Linked DNA regions of Mus musculus: region 1 is linked to region 2. The links are chromatin contacts, called in public promoter capture Hi-C maps. All regions are on one chromosome and are shown on one strand. Each heading gives the region's core, a stretch centred on a gene start, on an enhancer-like site or on the middle of the called end of the contact. The rest is flanking DNA. Distances are from core to core; before and after follow the strand shown. Region 1 overlaps Cnih3 (cornichon family AMPA receptor auxiliary protein 3). Region 2 holds the start of Cnih3 (cornichon family AMPA receptor auxiliary protein 3).

Region 1 (4,791 bases), core at 507-3,006, 110 kb after region 2:
GCAGAGAACTTATCTGCTTCCCTCAACGCTATCTCAGCAGTGCCCTTCATGGCACATAGTAGGCATCCATGGTGTTTGTTGTCACAGATTGGCCAGGGCTCAGCCCACACACTCACCATCATTTCCCTGAATTGAGAAGAGTGCTTGGTACATAGTAGGTGTTCAGTTAGTGTGGAATAAAAGAATTACAGTGAGTTAGACAGAGTTATTGTCTTAGTTAGAGTTTCCATTACTGTGTAGACATCATGACCAAGACAACTTTTATAAAGGACGGCATTTAATTGGCGGTGGCCTACAGGTTCTGAGGTCCAGTCCATTATCACAGTGGGAAGCATGGCAGTGTCCAGGCAGGCATGGTGCAGGAGGAGCTGAGTGTTCTATATCTTACTCTGAAAGCAAACAGGAGAAGACTGGCATCTTTAGACAGCTGGGGGGAAGCTCTCTTTCCCACCCCCTCAGTGACATACTTCCTCCAACAAGGCCACACCTTCCCCAATAAGGCCACACCTTCCCCAATAAGGCCACACCTCCTAATAGTGCCACTCCATGGGCCAAGCATATTCAAACCACCACAGTTGTCCACAATTAGGCTCAGTCCACAATGGTCAGAGGACTGGCTTTGGAGTTAGAAAGTGGTTGATCTGTTTGAGCTGTACAGCGAGAATCCATCTGTCTAGCTCCAGACCTAGGCAGTGGGGCCTGGGCACATCTGCTGTGTCTGGCTCTAGAAAGGGGGCTTCCCAGCTGTGCAGGGATGGGAGGAAAATAGTCCAGGTTCTTTTATTTGGTTTTGCTCCTAGACAACTTCTTAGAGTCAGGGGTGGGGTCTCTAATGTCAGGAGAGTTGTTTCTTTTTCTAAATAGACAGAGGAGTAGATTGTAGTTCTGGTCAACTTGTCAGCCTTGCAGAATTAGCCTGACATCCTTGTCAGGCCATAGGAATGCAGGTCCCTCCTACTTGGTCACTACTAATCCCATAAGGAGGAGGTTTGGGGACCTATGCCCAGTTAAGATTCACTTATGTCATTTGCCCCGAGGACTGTGTTTATGCAACCCCACTGATATCAGTGACAATGTTCTTCATCCAGACCCTTGGAATTGACACATCATGTAACATCACGGGGGCTTGGGGAGGAGGGGTAAGGATGCAGCCATTCTGTAAGCATGTGGTTGCAGATGGTGGTGTGAAGAATCTTACCCCATAGGCACCTGTAATTGCAGGAAAAGTGATGCGCCACAGTGATCATCCCAGTGAGAGTGCTCATAAGCATCCACAGGGGACATGGGGTGCCATCCTAGCAGACACACTATGGGCTATAGCAAGGCCTCCATGGGTGAACTGGAGACCACAGAGACGGGAATGAGTTGAATCCATAGGCTCCAGACTTGGAAGGGGGCTGATGAAAGCCACAGACTCCTGCTGACATCTGTTTTCCTCTTCTTGTTTGCACCCAGCATGATTTACACCTTAGTGAGCTCCTAACTCAGACCCTGCTGATGGAGAGGCCGAAGCTGGGAACCACTGCGGCTGTGGCTAGAGGAGCACCAGATGGGGATGACGGAGAGACCCAGATGGCAGAGACCGAATGAAAGGAACGGGAGTCATACAGCAGTCAGAGCCATGTTACCCACGTGTGTCTGTTTCTGCCTTCGCATTTCACATCCCACATGGGTTGCAGGGCCCCTCTGAGCATGGGCGTGCCAGCTTGTAGCTGATGAAACACTCAACCTCTGGAGATGCCATTATTACTTCCTTCATCCACTTCACTGAGCAGCAGAACTGTGCGAGTTTCACATGGAGAGCTCGTCTGGATGGTAGAAATGAGGCCAGATGCTGGCAGGTGTCGAACAAGGGACAGAATGGCTCAGGGCCAAGGCCAGATCTTCAGGGATGGCTGAGACCCACAGGGACACCATGGGCTGCCCAAGACTCTTGTCATTTTTTTTCCAGAGCTGTGGTCACATGCTTTGCTCAGTGCAAGGCAGAAAGCTGTGGGGACTGCCCTGAGCCACCTCTCACGTCACTTTTACGCTCTGTGTCCAGGAGCCTGGGCTGTGGCTTCCTGAGCTGGGTGTGGCAGCAAGCCCTGTCCAGTGTGAACTGGGGAGGGGGAGAAAATGGATTTCTAAAAATGTCTGCAACATGTCCCAGGTGTGAGTTCTTCACCCTCCCAAGATGTATTCTGCCACTGTGCCAAAAATTCATCAGAGTCATTACATGCCAATCAGCTGGCTGGCATGAGCCAAAGCAAAAAACAAAACAAAACACCAAACCAAACCAAACCCCTCAAAATAGTGCGAAGCCCAGAAACAGAGAGCTGCTCTGTGTGTGGGTATGGACAGCCAGGAAGTGAGACAACACAATTATCACATCCATTGATGCTTCACGGCCTTTGTGCTCCTCAGTTCAATGTGGGGACATCGCTTATTTAGAAATTTCCACTTGACTTTTGCTCCTTTTTTGGGTGGGAGTTGCAGGACAGGTGTAAATACTGACAAGGCTGAGTTTTTATGATGCTTAAACTGGGCACAATGATTTTAACCTGATTCCCCAAACTGCCTTGCTTTCTACCATTACACACACATACACACACACACACACACACACACACACACACACTATTTATATATGTACTGGTTCCCATCTGAATTCTGTGACTCAGTTTTTTGAATGGTGTTTGTGTAACACATTGTGTGCTATGTTTAAGATGCAGCAACAACTTGAGTGGCTCACCTCATCTCATTTCAACCCACCCCCGGGGTATCCATATGGTTGGCAAACTAGTAGGTAGAAAAGCGTTTTTAAAAAGAAACAGTGTTTCTTAAAAAAAAAAATTACAGAAAACAAAATAGAGAGAAAAAAAAAACTTGCAAGAAAGAAGAAAAACAAAAGGCTGCTTTTCTGAGGGGCCAGCTGTATCAACCACAGCCGGTTCGGGAGAATGCAGTCTAGGAGGACAGGGAGAATGCGGTCTTTCCCTTGGCAGGAGCTCTTACTACTGAGGGTAACTTGTTGAAGCTACACAACCTCAGCTGGGTACCTTTCCCAGGGATGGCTAGTCACATCAACAAACAGTGGAGGTCTGAGTGTCAGGTGCAAAGCTAACACCGTCATCATCTTGAAAAAAAAAGAGAGAGAAAGAAAAGGAAAAGAAAAGAAAGACATGGAGAACATAAGGAAAGGGGTCTTCTTTCCTCTCTTCAGGAATCTCTTTTACACTCCCCTCTTCCAAAACTGCTTAAAGTCGTTTTTGACAGGAGACACCAATATCAGAGATTGTTAATGTGGACTTGGGACATTCGAACCTACAAAGGAGGTCTGTACCATATCCTAACTTCCTGAGTGGTCAATTTAACATCATCCCTCAGCAGTAAATGCTTCATACGGCAGGACTTTACATCTTCTAGACCACTTTCCTAGCACACTGAACCCTCCACTTGGCCCTCTTGTTTTCTGCTTTAAAGTGGGGGAGTTTATAAGGCCTGCCTATGAACCTGGTAGCCGACTTTAAGAGAACATGACCTTTCTGTTCCCACCAAAAGCTTTGACTTTTATGAGGAAAGATTTTAAAGCAGAGAGCTCTAGCTAAGGGACGTGCGTGGTGGTTTAAGGGGATGCGTGTGAGAGATTCTTCCCTTAGTCCTTTGAAATCCTTAAGCATTGCTGATGCCTCTTGGGCAGGTCCTACCTTTATGAAAGAAAAACATTCAAAGCGTTCCCTTGCCATCCGTTGTGATTGGAAAATAAGTCCGGTGATCTCATGGGAGTTAGAGCAAATCCTCGGTTCCCCAGGAGAAGTTCATTTTCTTGATGGTAAAAATAAGCAAGATGGGGCTAGTGGCAGAGCACAGGTGTGTGCCAGGCGCCACAGTCAATGGGAAGAGCTGTTTCCAGATGTGCACAGCTGGTCCGAGGCGGGGCTTTAAAACCATGCAGCTGGACCTATTTCCACAGAGTTTTGCTTGTTTGGCTAACATTCTTTCGTTGTGCAGCTCATTTAAGGAAGGAGGGAGCAAGGCAGGAGAAATGCCTTAAAGTTCCCAGAGCCTCAAGAATCCAAAGGAAGTGTTTTTGTTGAGCAAGTTAGAACCCATCTACTGAACTGGATACTTTAGGGGTATAGCATGTGCCAGTACTGGCCTGGAAGTATGGGCCCTCTTCCCCTGCTGTGGCCCTGTGCTGCATGTGACCTGGATGATGGAGAGTCACAAGGTCACGTTTCCCTTTGCTAAGGTGAGAGAAGAATAACAGGCTCAGCCCCAGCTTGCTATAAGGATGGTGTGACTTCATGTCCGCTGCACCTGGTACTCTAGAGAGGGAACTGTGCCCTGTTCTCTACACTCTACCCAATGCCCCAGCTTCCTGCCAACCACTCGACTGATACACATCTTATTCAGTCCTCACAGTGACACTATGACTGTCTTTAAATGATAGTTGAAAGCTTTGATACAAACCCTACAGAGGTCAAGGACCCCAGCCAAAGTCAACACTTGCCAAGTTGTCAACCTGAGTCATTTTGCTTCTGGGACCTTGATGTTTCTGTATTCTCAAAAGAGCCATGCAGTGCAGGAAGGGTGAGGGGATGTGAAGGAAAAAAGAGTAAGAGAGAATGGAGTGATGATGGACAGGGCAGGGGCTGAGCAGCAGGCCTCCCAGGACTCACAGCAAGTGACCTGGAGGGCCTGGCTGCAATGAGAAAGTCTGGGGCTGGAGAACCGTGTGGTGCTTCATCTTTTCTGAGACGACTTCTCATCTGTCACATGAGGTGTGTACCGCCTCCCACGGCTGTG
Region 2 (4,508 bases), core at 1,559-4,058:
AGCCAACACAAATGAATTCACATTCTCCTATCATGGAGAATAGGTGACCACACATTACAGTTCTGGACTGTACTGGCCCAGAACCCATCTACTCAAATGAGCCCATGGTTGCCTCCCCTCATCCCTTCTGTCTGTTCTTTGTTCTATTCCAAGTCACTACACCTGCAATTCTTAAAGTCTTTTTCCTCTGCCCGACACCTCTCAGGAAATGTACTGTCATTTGAAGATGTTATATAAGCTAGGATTCAAAGCCACCTCTTTGAGAATTCCTCATTCTCTGTGCTTCTCCCACGGGTATATGAAATATACATGTTAGCAAATTTATTTGTTTTTGCTTGTAAATCTCTCTTTTATCATAAAGGTCTCTTGCAAACTAAGAATAATCCCTATAATTCACACACACATTCATCAACATGTCAATCACATTATATAAAAGTTTAGGGTTTAATTTTTTAAATTATAATTACCAGTCAAAAGATTGATTAAAAATAAAATATATTTTATTCAATAAAATAGTTGAGAAAATCTGAATTCAACAAATGTTGATAAAAACAACTTAAAATTCTATGAAAATATACTTCAAATGTTAAAACTACCCGACATGTACTTAAGCATAATCAAGCATTTCAAACATGAAATATTCAATAGTCATTAAAAAATAACTGTGTCTATATAAGTATACATTCATTTTAAATTCATGGTTCCACTTGTTGGAAGGCATACCTGCTTAAGGGAGAAAGCAACTCATTTGACAAGTTATAAATCAAGACAGTAAAATATGTATTTTCTAGGAAATTCTCACATACAGCATCTTAATAATTTATTTAAAATGAGACATCTAAACCCCTTTGATCTTGTGGAGGTGAGAGTAACACCTTAGACAATATATTAAACTTTATCACTCATACTTCAGAAAAATGGTGTCAGTGGGAAACATGCCATGGGAATCCCTTCTACAGACTATGCTCATGTCTGCTACAAAGAAAGTCTGGCATTCCAGCCAAGATCTCAGAAACATCTCGGAATGCTTTTTCATTAGTGTCTATTCAGTGTTTAAAGTAAAGAGTTTCCAGACTTAGAAAGACAAACATTGCATGTTCTCTCTCATAGTGGGACCTAGCACCAAATCTTGAGATTTGTGTACTTGGAGAGTCTGTAGAATTTAGGGGTGTCTCAGAGACCAGCAAAGAACAAGGGATATTGTCATTTGCTCCAGGTTGCCCACCAGAACTTGATGATAAGGTTCTATTGCAGAAGACAGGAGATGGAGAAATCAAGCTAGCATTGATTAGGGAGTTTCCTCTCTGCTTTCTACCTTTCATAGTACCACAAGGAGCTATGCAGGCTTCTGAGTGTATGTGTGGCTCATCAACAGTCTTAACCAGCTGTGAACCCAATGAATCTGAGTAATGACAATGTGGCAAGATATGCCATGGGCACAACAGTGGCATGAATGTTAAAGGGGCAATCAGCTGCTTCCCGACTGGGTTTAAGGTCTTTGAGGAGGAAACTCATGCCTGCTACTATATATCTGGCCCAGAATCCATGGTTGGGGAATTGTTCATGTCCAGAGGACACTCTCTACAATTTTGCTAAATGGAACTAGTATCAAACTGTCCTCTAACTTTGTATCTCTATACCTATAGGTTGGTGCAGCTCTTAGATCTCATGAGGGAAGTTGTTTTGTGCCGTGGAGGGCAGTTAAGGTAAATACATGACCTGTCAAAGTGCAGTGGAGTGCTCAGCCAGCCACAAATGGACAATCATATCACACTCCTTCTCCCTAAGTTTCAGGGACCATCATGGAGAGGTGGCAGAAAAGGGGCCAAAGCCTGTAAGATCCAGAGGTTGGGGAGGATGGGAGCGAAGCATTCTTTTCTGTACATAATCCGATGTTCTGAGGTGCACCTCAGATTCCCGGGGGACTTGCTTGCTACTCGTCTCTCAGGACATTTCTTCTTGCTTCCTGTGCTGACTCATCTGAAATCCAAGTTCTATCTGCAGGGTTGGATTTTTTTTTTTTTTATTGAGCAATTATGATACAATTTTTTAAGATGCTTAACCTCTGTGACAGAGGTCCCTACATTTACGGATTGACTGGGTACCAATTGCTCCCTGCTAGGTCCTGTTGGGTTTGAAGACACTCAATTGCTATTCAGGTTTTATTTAAGGAGGCTAAGAAAGTTGGAGGTAGGAGCGAGTCTGCTTTCAACAGTAAGCTCTTAGTAATGTAAGCTCTTAGTAATGCCACAGAGCAACACAGAAACACTTTCTGCACCCTTGCCTTATCCCCTCCTCCCCCACCTCCCACTCCCCACTGACCAGGTTCCAATAATCCCAAGGTCAGATGGAGCAGGATAGTGGAGGATGCGAGGGATGGGCGCTGATTCAGAATCCTATGGGGGGCACAGGGTAGAGCAGTAAAGGCACCCTAGATCAGAAGTAGATTACAGTTTGGGAAATCTGCCTAAGCAGGACCCAACCAACAGGAGCCCTCCACTCCCTCGATCCCTCACTTCCCTGCTCTGGTGTGCTCCAAAGGGCTGGAAGCCTAGGGGCGGCCGACGCGTTGTCGCCATAGCCTTCCGCCTTCCCACTCTCTCCGGGCGCACGTGCTCAAAGAGTCCCTGCCCCTCCCGCCTCCGCGCGCGCGGGGCCGCAAGTTTCCTACGAGAGGCGGGCGAGCACCGCATCTTCTCTCCGCCGCCTCCCTGGCCCCCGCCGCTGCCGCTGCAGTCTCCGCCCGCGGGGAGGGCGCGCTCTGGAGCCGGCGAGGGTGGGGCGCCGCGAGGGAGGGGTCCCAGCGCCGCATTCCTCGCGGCGCCCGCGGCAGCAGCAGAAGCAGCAGCAGCAGCAGGTGGAGCCCCATTCAGCTGCGAGCCGCTCTTGGCCGGAAACCCGCGCCGCAGCCGCCTGGCCGGGAGCTGGCCCTCCAGGCTGGAGCCCACGCCGCCCCGGCCCGACCCAGTTTCCCAGGCACCGGGTTACCGAAGCCGGCGGCCGGGGGACGCGGTTGGGTCCGGGGCCGGATGCATCTCAGTGCGCATAGCTGCGCTGGGAGACCCCAGCCCGGGGCGCAGGGCTAACGGGACCTGGCCCACCTCAAGACTTGTGCTCTGGGGACAGAGCGGCTTTGGGATTCGGAGTCCAGGCACCTGGCCGGAGGCTGTTGAAGTCTGGGTGTCGTGCTCACCCCACCTCTTTGCTTGGGCACCAACAGAGAGAGCTCTTTCCAGAGGACCGGACCTCCTCGCCTGGTCCAGAGTGGAGTCCTCGCACCCGGTGCCTGTTAGTTTCGAGAACCTTTCTAGTTGACACTGGTCTGCAGGTGTTCTCTGCTGGTTAGGTTTCTTCTTCGGCTAGGGGGACTGTTGCTACCAGAGGCATTCTGTGCCTGTGGGCGCTCCAAGTCCCGGGTCTCCAGTCCTGCCAGAATCGTCCGGGCTTCGCTGACCCTCAACTCTGTCTCTGCTTGTCGTGGGTGCTTCTAGTCGTTTGGGTTTTTACCCGGAGTGTGTAGACTAGACATCTTTCTGACTGCTAATTGGGAAGGCACTGGTCTCCAGGGAGCGGCTTTGTGTGTGGTGGGATCCGGGGTCCTCAGCCATGGCCTTCACTTTCGCTGCTTTCTGCTACATGCTGTCCCTGGTGCTCTGCGCTGCGCTCATCTTTTTCGCTATCTGGCACGTGAGTAACCTGCAGAGGCTTCTAACTCTCCTGTACCCCAAAGTCCTCCCTCCCCCCACGCCCACCTCATTTCCTCATTTCACCGGCCTTTTAGACATAGCAGGCGTGGGCGGACCGCGAGGTCAGGCAGAAGTACTTTCTGGGCAGACCTTGTCCATCTCCCCTGTCCCGGGGCAGGAGACACAGTTCTTGGCATCCTGAGACCAGGCGGTACCGCGCCGGGCGCCTACCTGCCTTGGCTGGAGCCAGTGACTGGTGGAGCCTCCCTGCGGGGCACATTCCTGGGCGTGGCAAGGTGTCCCAGCCAGGCCAGGAGTAGTGGCTCAAAACCCCATCTGCTGGGCTTCCGCACCCCACTCCCTTCTCTCCTGCCTGCAGGAGAGAAGAAGCCCTGCCAGTGTCCCAGGCAATTAGTCAAGTAACTATAACAACTAAACATTTAAAATGTCAGCATCTGTGGTGGGTTGCGTTTAGACATAATTGGAGACGAAGTGGAAACACAACCAGAGCGCCTTGTAAGAAAGAGGAAGCAGGGAGAGGCCAGGCAGGAAGGGAGGGAAATCAAGAGAGATGGGAGTGAAGAGAGAAGAGGGACGGAGGAAGACCGGGATAAATAAGGCTCTAGGTGCTGTAGATCTGACCAGGTCCCATCATCCCCAGGGCACGAGCTTCCACTCGCCATGGAGTGCAGACGGGTCCTAGATCGTCAGGTGTGGTGTGTGGAGCTGTGTGGATCGGAGGACTCCTAAAGGGGAGTAAGGAGGAGGACACAGGAGGATCTGATCTCCTGGGGACTGTGTCACATTTCACAAACCCTTGAC

What was found. Promoter capture Hi-C pulls out the DNA fragments that hold promoters and counts their contacts.
Region 1: a contact with region 2 is called in a promoter capture Hi-C map of hippocampal neurons, with 5 times the contacts expected there. The contact joins the enhancer-like site here to the promoter of Cnih3 in region 2. A contact is called at or near these places in 6 of 39 promoter capture datasets (the 3T3-L1 cell line, 3T3-L1-derived adipocytes, embryonic stem cells and 3 more), 2 of 484 Hi-C or Micro-C datasets (cerebral cortex and cortical neurons), 4 of 115 datasets of contacts at active chromatin or transcription factors (embryonic stem cells, forebrain and neural progenitor cells) and 1 of 9 other capture datasets (macrophages).

The regions. Positions count from the first base shown.
Region 1 is chr1:181,457,770-181,462,560 of GRCm38.p6, forward strand. Cnih3 (cornichon family AMPA receptor auxiliary protein 3) reads left to right here. Exons shown (of 6, transcript NM_001160211.1): 6 at 1,456-2,872. The coding sequence ends at 1,483. Among named protein-coding and RNA genes, the nearest start is that of Ccdc121, 51 kb to the right of the region's middle. Within about 2 kb of position 1,757, at least 16 of the 459 cell types and tissues checked have an H3K27ac peak or open chromatin away from gene starts, as enhancers often do. A contact at or near this core is called in hippocampal neurons, where this site is marked.
Region 2 is chr1:181,349,820-181,354,327 of GRCm38.p6, forward strand. Cnih3 (cornichon family AMPA receptor auxiliary protein 3) reads left to right here and starts at 2,809. Exons shown (of 6, transcript NM_001160211.1): 1 at 2,809-3,687. The coding sequence starts at 3,607.